3 separate regions of the Mus musculus genome follow, and regions 2 and 3 are each linked to region 1. The links are chromatin contacts, called in public ChIA-PET and promoter capture Hi-C maps. All regions are on one chromosome and are shown on one strand. Each heading gives the region's core, a stretch centred on a gene start, on an enhancer-like site or on the middle of the called end of the contact. The rest is flanking DNA. Distances are from core to core; before and after follow the strand shown.

Evidence for each region. ChIA-PET counts read pairs in DNA pulled down with a chosen protein or histone mark. Capture Hi-C pulls out chosen DNA fragments and counts their contacts.
Region 2: a contact with region 1 is called in a promoter capture Hi-C map of liver. The contact joins the promoter of Mtch2 here to the promoter of A330069E16Rik in region 1. A contact is called at or near these places in 6 of 39 promoter capture datasets (the C10 cell line, cranial neural crest, liver and 2 more), 2 of 484 Hi-C or Micro-C datasets (embryonic stem cells and regulatory T cells), 2 of 115 datasets of contacts at active chromatin or transcription factors (cardiomyocytes and regulatory T cells) and 2 of 9 other capture datasets (adipose tissue and liver).
Region 3: a contact with region 1 is called in an RNA polymerase II ChIA-PET map of effector CD8 T cells, with 7 read pairs. The contact joins the promoter of Atg13 here to the promoter of A330069E16Rik in region 1. A contact is called at or near these places in 1 of 39 promoter capture datasets (second pharyngeal arch cranial neural crest), 2 of 484 Hi-C or Micro-C datasets (B cells and embryonic stem cells), 3 of 115 datasets of contacts at active chromatin or transcription factors (effector CD8 T cells, extraembryonic endoderm stem cells and memory CD8 T cells) and 1 of 9 other capture datasets (pancreatic islet).

The regions. Positions count from the first base shown.
Region 1 is chr2:91,235,803-91,239,537 of GRCm38.p6, forward strand. It overlaps A330069E16Rik (RIKEN cDNA A330069E16 gene), which reads left to right and starts at 1,344. Exons shown (of 2, transcript NR_015464.1): 1 at 1,344-1,599; 2 at 1,920-2,555. Ddb2 (damage specific DNA binding protein 2) reads right to left here and starts at 1,264. Exons shown (of 10, transcript NM_028119.5): 1 at 888-1,264. The coding sequence starts at 1,014.
Region 2 is chr2:90,845,107-90,848,855 of GRCm38.p6, forward strand. Mtch2 (mitochondrial carrier 2) reads left to right here and starts at 2,049. Exons shown (of 13, transcript NM_019758.3): 1 at 2,049-2,279. The coding sequence starts at 2,193.
Region 3 is chr2:91,708,404-91,711,870 of GRCm38.p6, forward strand. It overlaps Atg13 (autophagy related 13), which reads right to left and starts at 2,189. Exons shown (of 17, transcript NM_001355419.1): 1 at 1,844-2,189. Harbi1 (harbinger transposase derived 1) reads left to right here and starts at 2,449. Exons shown (of 3, transcript NM_178724.5): 1 at 2,449-2,848.

The sequences.
Region 1 (3,735 bases), core at 94-2,593:
ATGTCATGAGCAACCATTACTTGAGTGGAAACCAGAAGAATGCAGTAAGGTTTAGAAAAGTTCCAAATTGATTAGGTGGCTTCAAGGAAGAGAGGTAAATCAGAGTATAATAAAAATAAGCCGGGAATGGTGGCACACGCCTTTATTCCCAGCACTTGGGAGACAGAGGCAGGCGGATTTCTGAGTTCTGAGGACAGCCAGGGCTACACAGAAAAACCCTGTCTCGAAAAACTAAATAAATAAATAAATAAATAAACAAACAAACAAATAAATAAAACAACTCTGAATTACCAAGCCCTTCTGGTGGACCCAATCTATAAGTCCTTTTTTTCTCTTGACAACTTTCCTTTCTTTTCATGGCTAAAACCACTCTTATCAATTTATCACATTCCTTATAGCCCCAGGTTCAAGTCCTGGTAAACCTCTGAGAATGCGCTTTCTGAAGAAAGGAGGGAGGGAATTTCAGACTCTCAGAGCTAACATAACCGAGAGGCTATGAAAGGGAGGATTACTTTGAAACAGTAGATGTGTAAAACTTCTGGAACAAGGAAAGTGGGGACTGTGGCTTTTACGGTGATGGCACTCATCTGACTCTTTCTGTCACCTGGGGTAGAGGTGGGGGGGCTGTTCAACTTAAAACTCTCTGCTGTCAATGAACTGGCCAATAAAACCAGTCGGCAGCGTGTGGCTCAGTGGCAGCCCACTTGCTGAGAGAACTGGAGGCCTGGGTTCGAACCCTCGATCTCCCAAATAAAATCACAGCCTGAGGCGACAGAAGCCAAGAACTGCTTCAGAAGCCCAGGCACAAGCACCCACCACCCCAGCTTCAGCCTCTGGCGCGAGCACCCTGAACCCCCGGAAAGCTAAGGCAGCAGCACAGGCCGTACCGGGACCCTGCACACGCAGCTTCTTGGCTTCGGGCTCCAGCTCCTGAGGACCTCTGCGACTTTTGCTCCTGAGGAGCACCGCAACGTCGGGGGACTTCTGGGTTTCTGGGCATTTCTTGGGAGCCATGACGTACTCGGTGAAGAGATATCAAGCTCTGTGGCAAAATAACGAAGCAAGGAGTGGAAAAGCCTCCGTGGAGAAAACAGGAAGGGACTACGTATGAGGCAGCGCCGTCGCAGGTAGCGCAGCTAAGACACCTTCGCGCCAAACGCTCCTCCGGGCTGCTTTACTTTTAGCCCCGCCCCGTCCCCTCAGGGCTGTCCCGCCCCTTGGAACTGCCCCGCCCCCTCGGGATTGCCACAGTAGGGGGCTGTCTTGCCCCCGGAACTGCCCCGGACTGCCCCAACCCCTCGGGCACGGCCCGCCCCCGGCCGCTCCTCCTCTTCCGGAGTAACGTGTGCAGCTCACAGGGAGGGTTTTTTATTTTAACTCCCTAGGAGCTGGGCCTTGGCTTGTGCTGGATCTGAAGAAAGCCGATTATTTGAACCTGAGGAGGGAGCGCTGGCCGTAAACCCTGCATGCTGGAGGCGGAGCCAGGCGGCGTTTCAGGCCAGCCTGGTGTACACGTTCCAGCAATCCGGTGACCTACGCAGAGAAACCCTGTCTCGAAGAACAACAAAGAGAGAGAGAGAGAGACAGAGACAGATAAAAGTAGGTAGTTTATGTCTTAAAAAGAGCAAAGATTCAAGTGTGGCTAAATATTTCTCATTTCCCCCATTAATAATAGGTGTCTCTAGGGCTGGAGAGATGGCTCAGTGGTTAAGAGCACTGACTGCTCTTCCAGAGGTCCTGAGTTCAATTCCCAGCAACCACAAGGTGGCTCACAACCATCTGTATTGGGATCTGATGCCCTCTTCTGGTGTTTCTGAAATGACAGTGTATTAAATAAATAAATCTTAAAAAAAAAAAAAAAGTGCCTCTGATTACCCAATCACAGCCTTAGCATTTGATTCTTTCCTCTCGCTTTACAGATGAATGTATTTTACCTCATACTATAGAAAAGAGCTGTATCTATGGTGGCAGGCTCTGTGTAATTCCCAACACTGAGGAGGCTGAGGCATGAAGAGTTTGCCTGGACTACACTGATATCTTGTAAGGATCAGATAAGAGTGAGAAAATCTGGGGCTGGAGCGATGGCTCAGCGGTTAAGAGCACTGACTGCTTTTCCAAAGGTCCTGAGTTCACATCTCAGCAACGACATGGTGGCTCACAACCATCTGTAATGAGATCTGACTCCCTCTTCTGGAGTGTCTGAAGACAGCTACAGTGTAATTATTTATAATAATAAATAAATCTTTAAAAAAGAAAAAGAGTGAGAAAATCTGGCATGCTATTGCACAGCAAGGTGACAGCAGACAATGGGTTTGCTGTATATTTTCTAAAGGTAGAAAGGTTTTGAATGTTTTCACCACAAACGATATCTGAGAAGATGTGCCTAACCCAATTTAAAGAATACAATATGTGTGTGTCAAAAGTAATGTATTCCTTATGAAGATGATACTTACATAAACATATGTAAAATTTATATGTTTTAATGTAGTTTAATTTTATTTTAAATTAAAATGATGCTCTAGAAGAAAATAAAAAGCTGAACCCAGCACCAATAATGGGGATGTCCTAAGATGTGCTTAAATTAAGAATTGTAGCTTAGTGGCTGGAGAGATGGTTTAATGGCTAAGAGAGCTTGCTGCTTTTTCAGAGGACCTGAATTCTGTTCCCAGTACCCAGGCAGGTGGCTCACAAATACCTATATGTAACTCCAGCTCCAGAAGACCAGACACCCTTTTCTGGACTCTGCAGGCAGATGCAGCCATATATACACATAAGCACATAAAGAAACATGTATACACATAAGTAAAAAAAAAAAAATTACAAGCTGGTCAGTGGTGGAATATGCCTTTAATTCCAGCACTTAGGAGGCAGAAGTAGGTCTAGTCTGCAGCGCTAGTTCCAGGACAGCAAAGGCTACAGAGAAACACTGTCTGGAAAACCTAAATAAGTAAATAAATAGCCAAGGCTGCAGAGAAACCCTGGGAAAACAAAACAAAGAAATAAGTAAACCCAGCAGTGGTGGCGCATGCCTTTAATCTCAGCACTTGGGAGGCAGAGGCAGGCGGATTTCTGAGTTCAAGGCCAGCCTGGTCTACAGAGTGAGTTCCAGGACAGCCAGGGCTACACAGAGAAACCCTGTCTCGAAAAACAAACAAACAAAACAACAACAACAACAACAAAAAAGAATCCTAAAAAAGTTGTAAGATATTAACTAGGAAGATTATGAGGGAAAATAAATCACTTGAGTTTGTATAGGTCCACTTCGGGGTTTTGTTAGCCTGTAATGATCAGAATGGTCATCTATTTTATTTTTACACTTTGTTTTGGTGTGCTTCATGTGTCTTTTTTGTTGTTGCTTGAGAGAGCATATCACCAATAGCCCTGGGTGGTCTAGAACTCAGTCTGTAGTCAGGCTGGCCTCCACAGAGATCCACCTGCCTCTGCCTCCTGAGTGCTGGGATCAAAGGTGTGAGACACCACTGTCTATACTGGTATTCTCTTAATCAGACGTGGTGGCTTATACTTGCAATCCCACCCAAGTTAAAACAGAAAAATGTTTTGAGTCTGAGTCTAGCCTGGGCAGCACTGTGAGTTCCAGACCAGTTTAAGCTACACAGTGCGTCCCTGTCTCAAACCAAGCAAACAAGTAAATAATAGTAAAACCCAAAAGCAAACATAACAACAAGCAAACCAAAGAGAATGCCAGCTTTTGGTTCAAGGAGCGATATTTTTCGT
Region 2 (3,749 bases), core at 799-3,298, 390 kb before region 1:
AGGGCTATACAGAGAAACCCTGCCCAACAACCACATGAAGGCTCACAAACATCTGTACAGCTACAGTGTATCTTTTTTTAAAACTGAGAAATGAAACGTGGACCTCTTCCAGGTAAGACTATCCCAGCCTGGGAGTGGTTTAGCTGGTAAGCCCCTCTCTTTTCTGGGCTCTGTTTTCTGCCTCTGGGAAGTTTTCACATTACTTACCATCCCCTCTTTTCTTTTCCCAAAGCTGGCCTATGCCAAGGTGCTGTTCTCTCTCCCTCCCTCCCCACCTTTGACTTTTCTTATCCTCCTAGCTTGAATATAAGTTACTAAGTAACCCATTCTAGGGTCACCACACTGAACTCTTATCAGGGATTGTCATTCATATCACATCTTTACAAATGGCCCGTTTGAACTGTGCTCTTCCTTTACTTATAATTCCGACTCCAGTTCTCTGTCCCATAACGTCATGGGTAGCTTTTGCCATGAACCATTAGGAATGTGGTGGGACATCCTCAGGTGCCCAACCCTTCAGCCCCGCGACATTCTGAGCCTCTCATTGCTCACAGGCAAATAGAATTTTTTTTCCTTCACCACCCATGCACAAATACCCTTCTTAATGGTCTTGCTGTTTCTAAGTCATGTTGAGAACTGTGTTTAATTAAGAGCAACATGTAATTTTTTTAGAATAAAAAGCTACCATTTACTATTGCATTTTTGTTGTGTATGCCAGGCTAGGTCCATATTGCTTTGAGATAATGTTTTGAAGTGGATATTATTATACTTATTTGCTTAAAAGTTTTGAAGAGTTGGGATGACCTATATAAGGTCACACTGTAACTGGCAGAGGTAGACTTTGGATGAGGCCCATTGGACTTCAAAGCCCGTGTGCCTGACCTACAAACTGCCTCCCAATATCAGCTAGTTCTGGGCTGAATAGAAGGCCATATTAGGACTAACTTCTGTATTTCAGCCAATTTCTCAAAAACTCCATATATACAGTTTCACTTAATGTTCATAAAAATACACTGAGTTAGTTGCATTGTCCTTATATTTAGATACAAACACTAAAAAATTTAAAAAGGAAAGTGACACATGGATCCAAAAGGAAAGCCAGATTCCAAACTCGGTTCCTTGTTCATTCTCAGCAGTACACACTAAGTGCTTGCACTAAGTGGTGTCTGCTACAGAACAAAGGGGCCAGAGCTGGAGCAATGCCTTTTCTTCATTTTGCCTCTAACAGCCTGGGTAGCCCGATTGGCACTGAGCTTTAATAAATCTTGAGCACTGGTACATGCCAGGCACTGGGGGAAAATAGTGTACAAAGGCCATCTCGGTTCCTGAACCCAGAGTTGACACTCTCAACTGTCAAAGACAATTTCCCAGTGACAGGTGTCACAAGGCAACGGGTAGGAAATACGGATAAAATGGATTTCGAGTAGTCAGAGAAGACATGAAAAAAAAATTTTTTTTTTTGGTCAGTATGTCACCATGTAACCCTGGTTTACCGGGTATCCAGTTTGTAAACCAGATTAGCCTTGAACTCACATATCCACATTCCTCTGCCTCCCAAGTGCTGGATTAAGGGTCTGTGCCGCCACATCTGACCCCGAGGGGGCACATTTTGTTGTAGTTGCTTTTTCTTTCCAGTACTGAGGACTGAAAGCAAGGATGTCGGGAAGTGCTCTACCACTGAGCTAATGGTAAACGCAAAATCAGGGACCTGCAGAATTCACTGTTAAGCCAGACAGGATCTGTTGTTCATTAGACATGACAACTCTAACGGAAAACAACCATCAAACTTTACGTCGTCAAAGCCTGAAAGAGGATAGGAGTATAACTCAGTTCTTCCAGTTGTTAGTCCGCTGACCTTGCCTTTGCCGTCAGGGTCACCCCACCACCACCCCATCATTACCATTCCCTCCCTACTCCTTCCGGACACTTCCGGCTTGCGCAGGCGCAAGAGAAATCGCCTTTCCTAGAGGCGCGAGGAGCCCACGCCCAGACGCATGCGCGTCCCTCCCACAAGCCCCGCCCCAGGCGGCCCCTCGCGAGCGCCTGCCGTTTCTTTGGGCGGGCCGGTGGGCGGAGCCTAAGCGGGCGGCGCGCCGCGGGCGGGCCAGTGAAGCCGGCGCCCCCGACACGTGATCTGGAACCGGCTGTGTCGCTTGGTGACTCCGTCTGTCCGTCCGTCCGCGGGTGCCATCATGGCGGACGCGGCCAGTCAGGTGCTCCTGGGCTCCGGTCTCACCATCCTGTCCCAGCCGCTCATGTACGTGAAAGTGCTCATCCAGGTATGAGTCGTCGCCCTTTCCTTCCCCGCCCGCGTCCTGTCAGGTCGCCACCGCCCTCTGCGCCTTTGGGTTGGCTCTGCGTCCCAGGCCTTCACCCTCTCGAGATGCTGCCCTTCTCTCCCCTCAGGAACAACTTCCACGGCCTCGCGCCCCTCTCGGAGACATCCCGAGGCTCGCCCCGGGCAGGCCGGCTCCCTTTCTGCAGCCAACTGCCACCCTTGCCTTCCCTGGCCGGTGACTCTTCTCAACTTTGTTTTTCCTTTCCCTGATCCTGGCCGGTTGCCACCGAGGGCTTCCCAACCCTTTTCTTGTCGCCCCTCTGATACTGGCGTTCACCTCACCTCGTTCACTCCTCCTCAGCGAAATATCTCAAACTCGAGACGTGAAATAACTCATCTATGGGCAAATTTAAAATTCTAGGAAAGCCAACATCTTATTGTTCTTACTCGGTTTTTCTATTTGCTGTTTCTACTTCTATTCCCGTTCAGAGATTTTAACACCAGATACCCGGATATACACAAGGAGCGCATTGAGAAGTGATAATGAAATCAGATTTCCTGAGGATCCATTGAGCGCTTTCACAGTAACCCATGTGGTTCATGACAATGAAAATCACGTTGGTTAGAGCTGGAAATCAGTTCTGTTTAAACACTTTAGCGAGTTTAAATGTAACATCAAACCCCGGATGTCTCTCTTGCCTCCCTTGCCAATCTGCTATAAAATATTTCTAAAGTGGTCATTTATATTCATGGGTAAGGAGGCCTACTTTTAGCTGGTGATAGTATTTTCAATTGCTCTTCTAACTTTCCCTGTGCTGATCAGGGCCATTTTTAAGCATTTATTGAGGATTGCCATACCTCATGCATTGTGTGTCCTGGAAGGAAGCAGGCTTTAGAATCCCTGTCCTCAATGTTTACCATTCTGAAAAGAGAAAAAAAAAAAAGCAAGACTCTAGAATGGACTTCATTTTTAAATTGTTCTTCATACAAATTGTTGCTAAGTTGACTAATATAAGTGTAGATGTTGAAGCGCAGAGTGAAATCTGTGTCTAGAACAGAATTGACAGTATTTCGCAGTACACGTATGAACTCACTACTCAATAGTTCTCAAAGAACAGTGATTTTAGTGACATTCAGTGTTTTTGCCTCAACAATCCAATATCCTAAATTCTGATTTCACAATACCTCGTGCGTTGCCAAGTATCTCAGGAGGTTGATGAAATTCCCAAATACTACTTTAAAGCTGCACTTTCAGTGAGTTCAGAGAGGGGGTTTTAACTCAGAAGGAAGAATTGCAACAGTAGAGCCCAAACTGCCCTGTATTTTTTTTTTTAATCTCAAGTATCCCTTTGGCACTATAATCACTGAATATATTGTACAAATAAAATGGCAATCATTAATTTTTATGGCTCTGTATATTGCTAATGAGTCTGTACATTTAACGTGGACCTAAGTTGTAATTATTTTTGTA
Region 3 (3,467 bases), core at 939-3,438, 470 kb after region 1:
GGCGTGTAAAATGTCTTTTAATTCTACATTTTATTCATATATCTGTGAACCAGAAGTGGAAGCAGCATTTTCCAAAGCTGTAATCCTGTTATGACTTCTATTAATTCTTCACTTAGCCAATACTTTTCCTAACAGTCAACTGTACTTGGCCATTCAGTTGCTTTTCTAAGTAGCGGTGATTCACACTGTCATCCCTTCTCGTGTGCCCAAGGACATTAGGCTGCCTGTGCTGCTTACAATGGCCTTCAGAAGACTTTTCTTTTCTAAGATTTATTTATTATTATATGTAAGTACACTGTAGCTGTCTTCAGACACTCCATAAGAGTGCATCATGGTGTATTACAGATGGTTGTGAGCTGCCATGTGGTTGCTGGGATTTGAACTCAAGACCTCTGGAAGAGCAGTCAGTGCTCTTAACCACTGAGCCATTTCTCCAGCCCCGCAGAAGACTTTTCTAATAAGTTGCTCCAATGCACTCTACAGTTAAAAGCAGGCAGGTATTTAAAATGAATGTGAAAATAATTTTAATGAGTTATAAGCCTTTAAAAGATTTAAATTCAGTCTATAGTGTTTGGTATGGTAGTTCACACTTCTAGTATTCAGGAGGAAGAGATTCAGGAGTTCAAGGTCACCCAAAACTATATAAAGTGAAAACCAGCCTAGGCTATATAAATATCCTGTCTCAAAAACCTACAAGAGCAGATAGATAGATAGTGTTGTTTGGTTGTATTACATGCCTATAGCCCAGACCTGGGGAGTCAGAGGCAATAGGACTGCTAACAAGTTCAATACTAGCCTAGTCTACATAGTGAGTTCCAGGCCAACAAGTGTAATACACAAAAAGATCTTGTCTCAAAAAGCAGAGATTAATTGGTTGTGAATATAGCTCTGTAGTAGACTGAGCAGAGTGATAGGTTAAACCTCAAGTAAGAACACGTATGTGTTTGTGTATAGATATATAATTATTGTATACATATAAACATATACATATAAATAAATTTATACATATTTCATTAGGAGAATTTCAAAACTAGACATGATGGTATATGCTAGATAATCTCAACACTTACGATGCCGGGAAAGGAGGATCAGTAACTCAAGGCAAACAAACCCTGGCTGCATAGGTGAACCCTGTTTCCAACTATCCCAACCTAGGCCTGTGACAGCCTGCGTCGGTATTCTCAGCTCCTCAGGAGGCTGAGTGAAGAAGATAACTGAAGCACAGGAGTTTAAGGCCAACCTGGGCTACGGGCTACCACCGAAGTGGGGAGGGGGGAGCCAACAAAGGAATGTTACCTTGAGGATAGATTGAGCAGATTAACTAGGAAAAAAGTGAATGAGAGATTTACAACCCAAGAAGGTGCTTAGCCACTTAATTCAGAGATTTAATGAGAATAGGTTTTCGCAGGTTATTCCACTGCCAGTAAGAACATAGTCCCCTTTTTCACTAGTCAAGTCACCCTCACTTACAGGAGGACTTCATACTTGGCATTAAAAATTTTTTTTGATTGACTGAAAACTTACCTAACCTACCTTGATACCCAACACCGGAGTTACGGCCCTACAAATGTTCTCCAATAGATCTTTTTGACATAACTCAAAGAGACAATAAAGTAGCAAGAAAATTTCGGGGGATGTCTGTAACGGTTGGGACGCCTCAAGAGCCAACAGGGTCTACACCAACCCAACTTCTCGTAGAAAACATAATCAGGGGATTATGGAACTGAACCTCGGTTGCTTGGCTTGGGCGTCCCCAAGGTGGTGGCCAAGGGAACACAGATCAGTGACCTCCCACTCGGGGGCGCTGAAAGATCCGGGGGTTATTACCCTCAAAAGTGAGTACCTGCGAAGCTACGGCACAGAGAGTGGCTCCGGGCTCTCATTCCGGAGGCCGGGGCCTGGGGCCGGCCAACTGCACCTCCCAGCAGAGGGTTCCGCGCTCCCGGGCGGTAGTGACAGCACAGGTCGCAGAGAGATATCTCACGCTAACGAGGCTCCGGGATCCCAGAACTGAAAAAGCTGTCGGACTGGTGTGGACTGGTTTTTCTCAGAGCTTCCCCTTCACACGTCAAACGATCTCTCCCGCCCTAAGCCAGCAACCAGTCGCTGCCCGGCGCCGCCATCCTTAGTGTTTGTTTTCATCCGCTTCAGTGCAGGCGGTGGGGAGGTAGAGCGCTACGGAGGAAATGCAGCTGCCTAAATTCAGCTGCACTTTCGCTACACCACAAACGACCTATTTAATATTTCTGTACATCAGAGTCTTCAAGAAAGGCGGCTTATTTCCAGAAATAAATCATATGATTAATTTTAAAGCCTTTTAGGAGAAAAAAAAGGGTTTGGGAAGGAATTTAGGGAGTTGGAGACTGGGCTTCGTGTAGAATGTACGGAAGCGAAGCGCAGGCCGCGGTGGCCGAGGTGCTGATGACGCGGCGTGGGGCGGGCGCTGACGCGGAAGGGGAGGTGCGGCTGTTGCGCACCGTGGCGGCTTGTGTGCGGCCGTGGGTTCCGGAGGCGGGCCTTCTTCGGCCCCGAGGGTGGAGAGTGCTCCGGTTAATCCGGTAGCTACGGAAAGGTGGCGATCAGCGTTCGGTTATTCTGGGTCGAGCAGCCAGACTTTGGTTATCTTACTATTTTTGAGACAAGGTCTCGCTGTGTAACTCAGGTTAGCTTTGAACGTAATGTAGCTCCAGCAGGCATGGAGCACGCGGCGATGCTACCCAGTTTCCAGAATGCTAACATTACAGGCTGGACCAGCCTTAGGAGCTTTTTGTTTTGTTTTACTTTGTTTTGACTGGTGCTCGTAGTCCACGCTTGCCTCGCACATGATCTTCTGGTCTACACTTCCCAAGTACAGTGAGCCCATTCCTGGCTGGGGCATCTTTACTTACACGGCTTTTAAAGGAATAAACTTTTTAAATACATTTATGTTTTGGAGGCGGGCGTGATGTGGCAAGGGTGTTGGACGATTCTTTCTTTCCACCATATGGATCTCAGATAGCCAACTAATTTATTTCACCAGGCTTCACAGGCAAACCCTGTGCCCTCGGAGCCATCTTTGTCCCTTAATACTGTTTTGAAAGCGGGTTGAAAAGTGGCCTCGGTGTTCCAGACCTACCTGGTTCACTTAGCTTTTTCCTCCTTTCCTTCCTTTTATACTCTTCCTTCCTTTCTAGCCTAAAGCTTCGGGATTTGGGTCTCTTGAGATGAAGGGAAAGCCTGTTACAGCAGACAGTGTAGGTCCCCAGGCAGGGCCACAGACTGTCTTTCTTCCTTTCTCCCCCCCCCCCACCCCCCCTTTGTTCTACATCTCTAGTTGGACTGGTTTGAGCACTCCCTCATCTGTGGAGCCATAGGGCTTTGCAAAACAAACCTCTGAGTAACCCTTAAGGTGTTTTCAACTTGTCAGCTGTCTCCTGGTTGCCACAGACCTCTTTTACCTTGTAAATTGTTTGTTCTCATGTGTTGTT